Regions from separate parts of the Hordeum vulgare genome. Here all the other regions are linked to region 2. The links are chromatin contacts, called in public Hi-C maps. All regions are on one chromosome and are shown on one strand. Each heading gives the region's core, a stretch centred on a gene start, on an enhancer-like site or on the middle of the called end of the contact. The rest is flanking DNA. Distances are from core to core; before and after follow the strand shown.

The links. Hi-C and Micro-C count contacts between places; a contact is called where the count stands out from the background.
Region 1: a contact with region 2 is called in a Hi-C map of leaf, with 7 times the contacts expected there. The contact joins the promoter of LOC123444280 here to the enhancer-like site in region 2. A contact is called at or near these places in 4 of 6 Hi-C or Micro-C datasets (leaf and seedling) and 1 of 1 datasets of contacts at active chromatin or transcription factors (embryo).
Region 3: a contact with region 2 is called in a Hi-C map of leaf, with 5 times the contacts expected there. The contact joins the promoter of LOC123444279 here to the enhancer-like site in region 2. A contact is called at or near these places in 4 of 6 Hi-C or Micro-C datasets (leaf and seedling).

Annotation. Positions count from the first base shown.
Region 1 is chr3H:463,601,348-463,604,047 of MorexV3_pseudomolecules_assembly, forward strand. LOC123444280 (probable choline kinase 2) reads right to left here and starts at 1,320. Exons shown (of 7, transcript XM_045120959.1): 1 at 683-1,320. The coding sequence starts at 1,075.
Region 2 is chr3H:463,896,652-463,899,351 of MorexV3_pseudomolecules_assembly, forward strand. No RefSeq gene overlaps it. Among protein-coding and RNA genes, the nearest start is that of LOC123444283, 290 kb to the right of the region's middle. Within about 2 kb of position 1,445, at least 2 of the 3 cell types and tissues checked have open chromatin away from gene starts, as enhancers often do. A contact at or near this core is called in leaf, where this site is marked.
Region 3 is chr3H:463,504,906-463,507,605 of MorexV3_pseudomolecules_assembly, forward strand. It overlaps LOC123444279 (type IV inositol polyphosphate 5-phosphatase 3), which reads left to right and starts at 1,422. Exons shown (of 10, transcript XM_045120957.1): 1 at 1,422-1,806; 2 at 1,977-2,091. The coding sequence starts at 1,657.

The DNA.
Region 1 (2,700 bases), core at 70-2,569, 300 kb before region 2:
GACGATCGACTACTTGACAAAGACAGCATCATCAGCTAGTGACACCACAAATTTATTGACGTGACAAGAAATAGCCTAAGGAAGAGAGATTTCATTTGATGACATAGCCTTGCAAAGAAAAATATACACACATCACAAATTTCTAGGAGATGTCGCAAGCGAAGAAACACAAGGCAGCTTTTGACTAAGTCACGTGGGACATAAATAATTCCGGCTAAATGGGAGTTGATTGACTAATGGCTTGAAGAAACGTTTTCTTTCTGAACTGATGGATAAGACTAGATGTGAAGAATTATCAAAAATTTCAGAATGCTCGATTCCCACGGCAGAGCATTCAACGAACGAGAACCACACTGCAATAAACTAGTCGGCCCCATAGCAGTAGAATCTCGTAAAGTATCAAGAAAGCAGTAGCTTAACCCTAACTTGCATATTTAATTTGACAAGAACAAATTCCACACTGCATGGTCCGGGTTAACTAAATTTACGAAAATTCCACCAAACACAAGTGCACTAAAAATAACTGAATCATTCGTGCAAAGAAACAGAGCAATTTGGCAGTTGAAGAAATTCGCCAAGAAACAGAGGATACCAGTTCTGAAATGGCCTCTGAACCAAGAAAGACTGAAAGGTAGAAGAAATTTGATAGCTATTTTGCTTATTAGACGCGATATGCACCTACCCGTGCGTGGATGAACTCCTCGACGCGGCCGTTGGGGAAGCGGCCGAGGAGGCGGGGGCCCTGGCCGTGGCGGGACATGCACTCGAAGGTGCGCAGCTCGTCCTCGCGGTCGAAGAAGAGGTCGACGCCGTCGCCGTAAATCCGCACCAGCACCTTCCTCACCTCCCTCTCCTTGAGCGGCCCCGCGCCGGCGCCCGCCTCGGCCGGGGCGGTGAGCCAGCGCACCTGGTACACCTCGTTGGTCATGGCGCCCTTGAGCGGCACCACCTCCAGCGCGCGGCAGTCCGCCACGTTCGGCCACGCGGCCGCCAGGTCGTGCAGGAGACGCCGCGCCTCCTTGGGGATCCTCGCCGGCTCCGCCGGCCTCTGGACCTGGCTCTCGATCGCCACCATTCTCGCGAACCACGTTTTCTGCTCTCTCCTTTGATCGAACCTGGGGCGGGAATGGGGGTGCCAGAGGATTTGGCGCTCTCGCCTCTTCCTTTGATCTTTCTGTTTCTTGTTTCTCTGATTCGGGTGTTCTTGTTCGTGAAGCGAGATTGGGGGAGAAGTAGGGAAGCTTCGCAACTGCGGGTAACGGGGAGGAGGTTTTGCTCTGCCTGGCGTGTTTTGGGATGGTTTATCAGTTTATGTGGTTCGGGGCTCCGAGGGCGGGGCCGCGCATAAATAGGGTCTGCCTGTTGCTTGGGATTTTTCCAGATGCCCCCTCCATGGTTTCTCTCCATTCTTTGCGAGGACATACCCCGGTCAATCAACCGGGGTCTTCTTGGGCACCGCACCGTGTTGACTCGTTGCTTTTTCTTTTTGCGAATACGCAATTTTTTCGTATTATTTCATTGATAGGAAAAGTTTGGGTGAGCAAAAAATGATACAGCGCATAACATAAAGAACGTGAACAGCAGATTACTAACGTCCAATCAGTTGGAAAGCGCTAGGCATCGGTCTGCACGCAGCATCCATCAGACTACGTATGCGCCGTTGGATGAGGGTCTGGGATCCATCAGATTAGATGTGATGTCCTGTTTTAGAGGGTTTTAATACCTGTAATTAAGCGGCTGGGCGTACGCAATAAGTGGCCCTGAACGCACGCACTGGACATATGCTTCCTTCCGCGGGAGAACAGCTCCTCTCCTGTGTCTTCTCCATTCAGATTTCTGGCGCGAATGCTTCCATCGAGAGACAAGTATCTGCAAAAGTGGCGCACCTAAGACGAGATATTGAGTATAGAGGGATTTCAGATGCAATCTGGCGGCATGGATCGGGTAATACCACAGGTTCGTGAGGCGTTTGGGGTGCTGCTGCTTCGAGTAATCAGACAAACATGAATCCTCCTGTGGTGAATATTGGAGATGAGGAGGTAACACGAACACCTTGATACATATTCGCAGTTTTTAGCTTTCTTTTTTCGGATGTTTGTTGTAGTTTTGATGTATGCTGGTCGTCTGATGCATGATTTGGCTGGTTTTTAACACACCATCGGGGATTGTTGATGAATCTGTAGGATAAATGTGACAGCGTAGTTAGAAGCACGATTTGTTGCCCTTCGATACATTTTACTTTGCTGCTGGAAGCTTAGATTGTATTGTCATGGGCTGTGTTCAGAATATGTTGTGATCTGTTTAGCACCGTATATGTTCAGATACATTCAGATATGGTATGTGTTCAGATATTTTCAACTTGTGCCCATTGTTTTGGCTCTAGGATATCATGTGTGCAATGTTGATGCTAAAAAATATGTTTCATTGTAGGATGAAATCATGGAGGACATTGAAGGGGGCACATATATTCCATTTGCTGATGATGCAACAACTACTCGACCAGATGCGCCATATGTTGGATTAGTCTTTGACACCATCGAGGAAGCACAAAAGGTGTATAATAGCTATGCTAAGAAGCTGGGTTTTGGCACTAGGATATGTTACACTAAGAGGACTCAGAAGAAGGGGTGTAACCACATAATCAGGAGAGAGTTCGAGTGTGTTCATGCAGGAGGGGAAAAAACCCAAGATGGAGGAAAA
Region 2 (2,700 bases), core at 195-2,694:
CCACAATCTATTTCTACCATTTTTGAATTTGTGGTTGATATTTTAGAAAACATGGAATTTGTTATATAAAGTAAACATTCAATAAAATTTGATAACATTTTCAAAAAATACGAACATGTTTTTTCTAACATATGATTTTATGAGCATCTATAAATGTTTTTTGATAAGGCAATCATTTCTTAGAAAACACGAATGTATTTAGAACACTAAAACTTCTTTAAATTATAATACAAAATGTCAGAAACTATGAATGATTTTGCGTGGGCACATTTTTTCGAAAAACTAATTACTTGTTCGTAAACACGGATATTTTTGGACTTTATCGGGATTTTTGAAAACAAACAACATTTTTCTGAATTTCTAATACTTTTTTAATTTTAAAAGTTCAATGTAAAATAGGAAAGCATACGGGCGCAGAACCCCCTTCCCCGCTGTCCAGACCCATACGCGAGCTAGACCACAACCTGTTTTCTGGGTTTTTTATGTTTTCCATTTTTTTTTGTTTATACTTTAGAATATTTAAAATATATTTATTACAAAAGTCTACAAATATTTTTTGGAAAAATTTGAATAGACATTCGAACAATGTTGAACAAGTATTTAAAAAAGGTATCAAGCATTAGGGAAATGTTGAACAAGTATTTAAAAAATATTGAATAAGTATTAGAAAAAGGTTGATTGAGTATGCGAAAAAGGTTGAACAAGTAGGTATTTGAAAATGTTGAACAAGTATTTGGAAAAATATCTATGATGTATACAGAAATATTAAACATGTATTTACAAAATGTCGAATAATTATTTTAAAAATGGTGAACACGAAAAAATATTGATCTTGTATATAAGAATTTAGAATGAAAAACAAAAAAGAAACTAAGAACAAAAACAAAAAATGAAAAACAAAAAATGAAGCAAATAAACCAAATGAAAAAAGCTTAAGAAATAAAATAAGGAAAAACCCGGAGAATGGAAAAGAAAACGAGAAAACCCTGGAGAAAGCCTGGTTCTTTTCCTCTTTATAGGTACGATTTGTGCTACTACTATCATGAACCGAAAGTCAATCTACTGGCTTGATGTAGTTGCTCTAAGCCAAGAGACGACGGCTTGAATCCGAGCTGCGTTCCATTTTCTGTTAGTGCGTTTTTCCTCCTACTCTATGCGTTCGTGAGTGTGCCTGCCCGATTAGCGTAGTCTAAGCGAACGATCTTTTCATCTACTCTCTCCATCCCAAAATAATTGTCTCAACTTTATACTACCTTTAATATAAGAATTATACTAAGCTTAAGACACTTATTTTCGAACGGAGAAAGTAGTTTTTTTTAGACAAATCTTTCCTTCTAGCTTAAACTGAGAAATAGTCGTAACGTTGCAAATGGACGCACAACCCTCCTCCCCGCTGGGCAGGACCATTTTTTTTCTGTTTTTCAGACCATAAAAATAGGAAAATGCTATTTGACGCATCTTGCGTCAAAGTGTCGGGGTATCGCACAGGCGTATGAAGGGACAGGATGGCCCATAAGGATTCCACTGATTGCGGTTTTGGGAACCTGCTGGAAGGTTTCAAGCGGTTTTTTCCGGTTTTGTGGACCTTCCATAAGGTTCTTGAACCTTTTTTTTTGTTTCTGTTCGTTTTTGTTATCCACTATTTTTTCAGTTTTTTCTTCTGTTTTGTATCCTTTTTCTTTCTTTTTTATTTTTTCTTTTTAATAGTTTTAGTTTCTCAAGTTTTTTTAACAAATATTCATAGTTTCAAAACTTGGTTATTTTTCTAGATTCCAACTTTGTTCACAACTCGAAAAATGTTCATGGTTTCAAAATTTGTTCACAATTCGAAAAAAAGTTTCCGATTACAAAATTTCTTCCGGACTTTGGAAAATGTTCCAGAAATTGAAAAAATGTTTGAAATTTGAAAAAAATGTTCCGGAGTTTGGAAAATGTTCGGAATTTGAAAAAAAGTTTTAGAATATAAAAAACTGTTTCAGAATCTGAAAAAATGTTTCGGAGTTTGAAAAAATGTTCTAAATTTGAAAGAATGTTCCGAAAATACAAACAATATACCGGAATTTGTAAAAATGTTCTGGAATTTGAAAAAATGTTCCGAAATTATAAAAAAGTTTCTGAAATTTTAAAATGTTCCGGAATTTGAAAAATATTCCGGTATTTTAAAAAATGTTCCGGAATTTGAAAAGAATTTCTGCAATTTGTAAAATGTTTGAGAATTTCAGAAATGTTCCGGAATTTGAAAAAATGCTCCACATATTAAAAAATGCTCCATATTTGAAAAAATGTTCTTGAATTTGCCAAATGTTCCGGAATTTGTTAAAATGTACTAGAATTCAAAAAAATGTTCCAGAAGTTGACAGTTTTTCCGGAATTTTAAAAAATGTTCCAGAATTTGAAAAAATATTACGAGATTTTCAAAGTGATTTTTTACATATTTTATAAAAATATTTCTGTTTTTAAATTTTGTTCTCATAATTCAAAAATTGTTTGTGCTTAAAAAATGTGATCATGCTTTCAAATTTGTTTGGGATTTTTCAAAATTGTTGTCCTTTTCAAAATTTTGTTCTCAAGATTCAAAAAATGTTCACGCTTCCAAAAAATTCATGTTTTTTTGAAAATTCTTCTTTAAATTCGAATAATGTTTTCGCTTTAAATAGAAATTTGGTCACGCTTTTCAAATTTGTTTGCGATTTTTCAAAA
Region 3 (2,700 bases), core at 172-2,671, 390 kb before region 2:
GTACGTAGCTGTAGCTGTAGCTGTTGGAAAAAAAAAGAATACAAGCACAGATTGCAAGCCTTGGATACACCTGAACCTGCAACAAACCCGGTGGCTACGTGGCAAATAAACTACGTAGCGCAGCACCGCCAACGACTCACTCATCGGTGTACACGACAGTCGAGCGAGTCTATCATGGCCGACGGACGAGTCCTAAGCTCGGGTCAATTTCGGTTCCTTCCTTATCAGCTGGTTGGCCGCCTTGTTGCCTGCCGTTGAGGGTAACGATGATTATCGGATGGAGATTTGCGCGCGCTGGATGGACCATGCACAAGCACCTTTTACATCAAATCAAAAGTAGTAATAATAATAATAAGCTATGGATCACAAGTTGTGCGTGATATGATGCGGTATTTAAAACCTGCTCAGGCCCCAGCGCCGAGTAGACTTGCACGTAAAGTTGCAGATCGCCAAAGCTCTCAAGAAATCTTTGGCTTCGCGCATAGCACTTACTGTATGCACGTGAAATAAGAAAGTCAAAAAAGGAGACCAACTTGGCCTGCCGCCACTTGGGCACTGGTTCTTCGTGCTACGAGTCTCTTGCAGGGTGGTGAGACCGCCTAGCAAGAACGTACAGGTACAGACATATGCCGCTGGATCCAAAAACTGGACGTGTCAAAGCAAGCAACAACAGTAAGCTAAGCTAGAGGACAAAGCGAGATCAGAGCGGGCCGGCCTCGCTGTCAAGCCACAGGGAGAAGAGGCAGCGGACATGCGTGCGGACTATTTGCATGGACTGCAGGTTTGGAAAAGAGAAGAGGTCGCTCTCGGTCGATGGAACTCTCGACAATGCCCCGCAAGTTGCACCCCGAGGATCCCATCCATCGGTGATCGTTAGTACCACACATGCTCGAACCGTACGTACAACCATAGTATCGTCAAGCATTAGATGGAGTCGGTAGCTAGTCGGCGAGCACGCGCAGAGATGGACCGATTGAATGGAATGGGGGATCATCAAAGACTGTGGGGGTCTAATGACTACAGCGACGGGGCGTGGTCGTTGTGGGAGATAGTACATGGTTTTTGGGTGGAGGGGGGAAAAGGTGGAGTTGGACGGGATGGGATGGGATGGATTCTGGAGGAAAGCTACAGTCTCGCGTAGCAAACAAGCAGGCTCCTTCCTTGCTTGTTTCACCAACGGGATAAGGAGGGAGGGAGGGAGGGAGGGTGTGTGTACTCTGGCAGTCTGGTGGGTGGACGTAGATGAGGTCGGCAGAAAGAACGCTAGGTAAGTACCTTTTCCCACCGGAGCCACTGAGCCAGCGGGCCCCGGCCCAACAGCCGAGCTAGCCTAGCCTAGCCGCCGCAAGTGCGACCTCTCTGACTCTGAGCGAGTCCAACCCCGGCCGGGCTAGATCTACTAGTGGTGAGTGACAGACTGACTGACGAAGCGCCTGTTGGCGTTGGGTTCCAGTCCAGCACGAGCTCGAGCCAGGAACATACATACATAAATCCGACCCGCCATTCGCTCGCTAGCTAATTAGCTACTCCTCGCTAGCATCAGTGTGTCTGTCTGTCTGTCTCCCCTGTTACGCAAGAGGAAAGGAGAAGGAGGGAACGCAGCAGAAGAGGTTTGCCGTTGCGTGGCGTCAAGTTCTGGTGCACGCACGGGCGCGAATGGCGGCCAGGCACTCGTACCCGCCCACGCGGGCCACGCGGAGCGCGCCGGCTCCACGGCCATTGTCGCCTCTCGGGGAGTCGGCGGCGGCGGCGGCCCACCCCGGCGCCGACCCGGAGGCGCGCCGCAAGGCCAAGAAGCAGAACCAGGTGCGCGCGCGCGTTCCCTCCTTGTTTTGTCCGTCCGTCCGCCCGTTCGTTTGGACGGCGGATCGTCCATCGGTCGGGGGGGTTTGATTAATTAGTATATTTTGCGAGACTGTAACGTATAGAGTGCAGTACTACTGTTGATGATCCGGGTTTGGGGTTGGATTGTGCAGCTGTGGCCCAAGACGGTGCTGCGAAAGTGGCTCAACATCCGGTCGCCGGACTCCGACTTCAGCGCCGACGAGGGCGACACGGCCGACGAGGCCGACAGCGAGTCCGAGTACGAAGGTGCACGATCCCCTCCCCTCCCCTCCCGCCCCCTCCACCATCAACTGCCTCCGCCATCAAGTTATCATTCATGTGGCCCTGGCCCCATCGTCGAATTAACAAGTCAGGATTCGGTGCTGCCAAATCCAGTGAACCCGCCAATGCGTCCGGGTTGGATTCATCCTAGATTTCCAGTCCAGACCCCAGACCGTTTCTTGGTTTCTGCTCTTCATCTTTTTCCTCCCCGGCCCATTTCTTTCTGTCAGGAAGGAGTTTCATGTGGGCAGGTTTCAACCACCACCCGATCCATTTAGTTCGGCGACACTTCCCTTGTTTCTGGCCTGAAAAACAAATACTACAAGTGGGAGGACGCGGTAGATTTCGAGGAATCGCCAAATGCCCTGCTTCTGTTTTGTTCATTCTGGTGTTGGCTTATAAAAAAGTAAAGCAAAAATACTCGCAACACGTGGCAGGTTGCAGAAAGCAAATTACTTTGAAAAAAAAGGATGCATGCAATTGTATTTTACTGTACTTTGTTGTCTGTCTGTGCCTCTTTGGTCGCTTTCTTTTCTCGACTTCAAGTTTGCATATTGATATGATCAACCAAAGCCTAATAGTTTGCCATTTTTG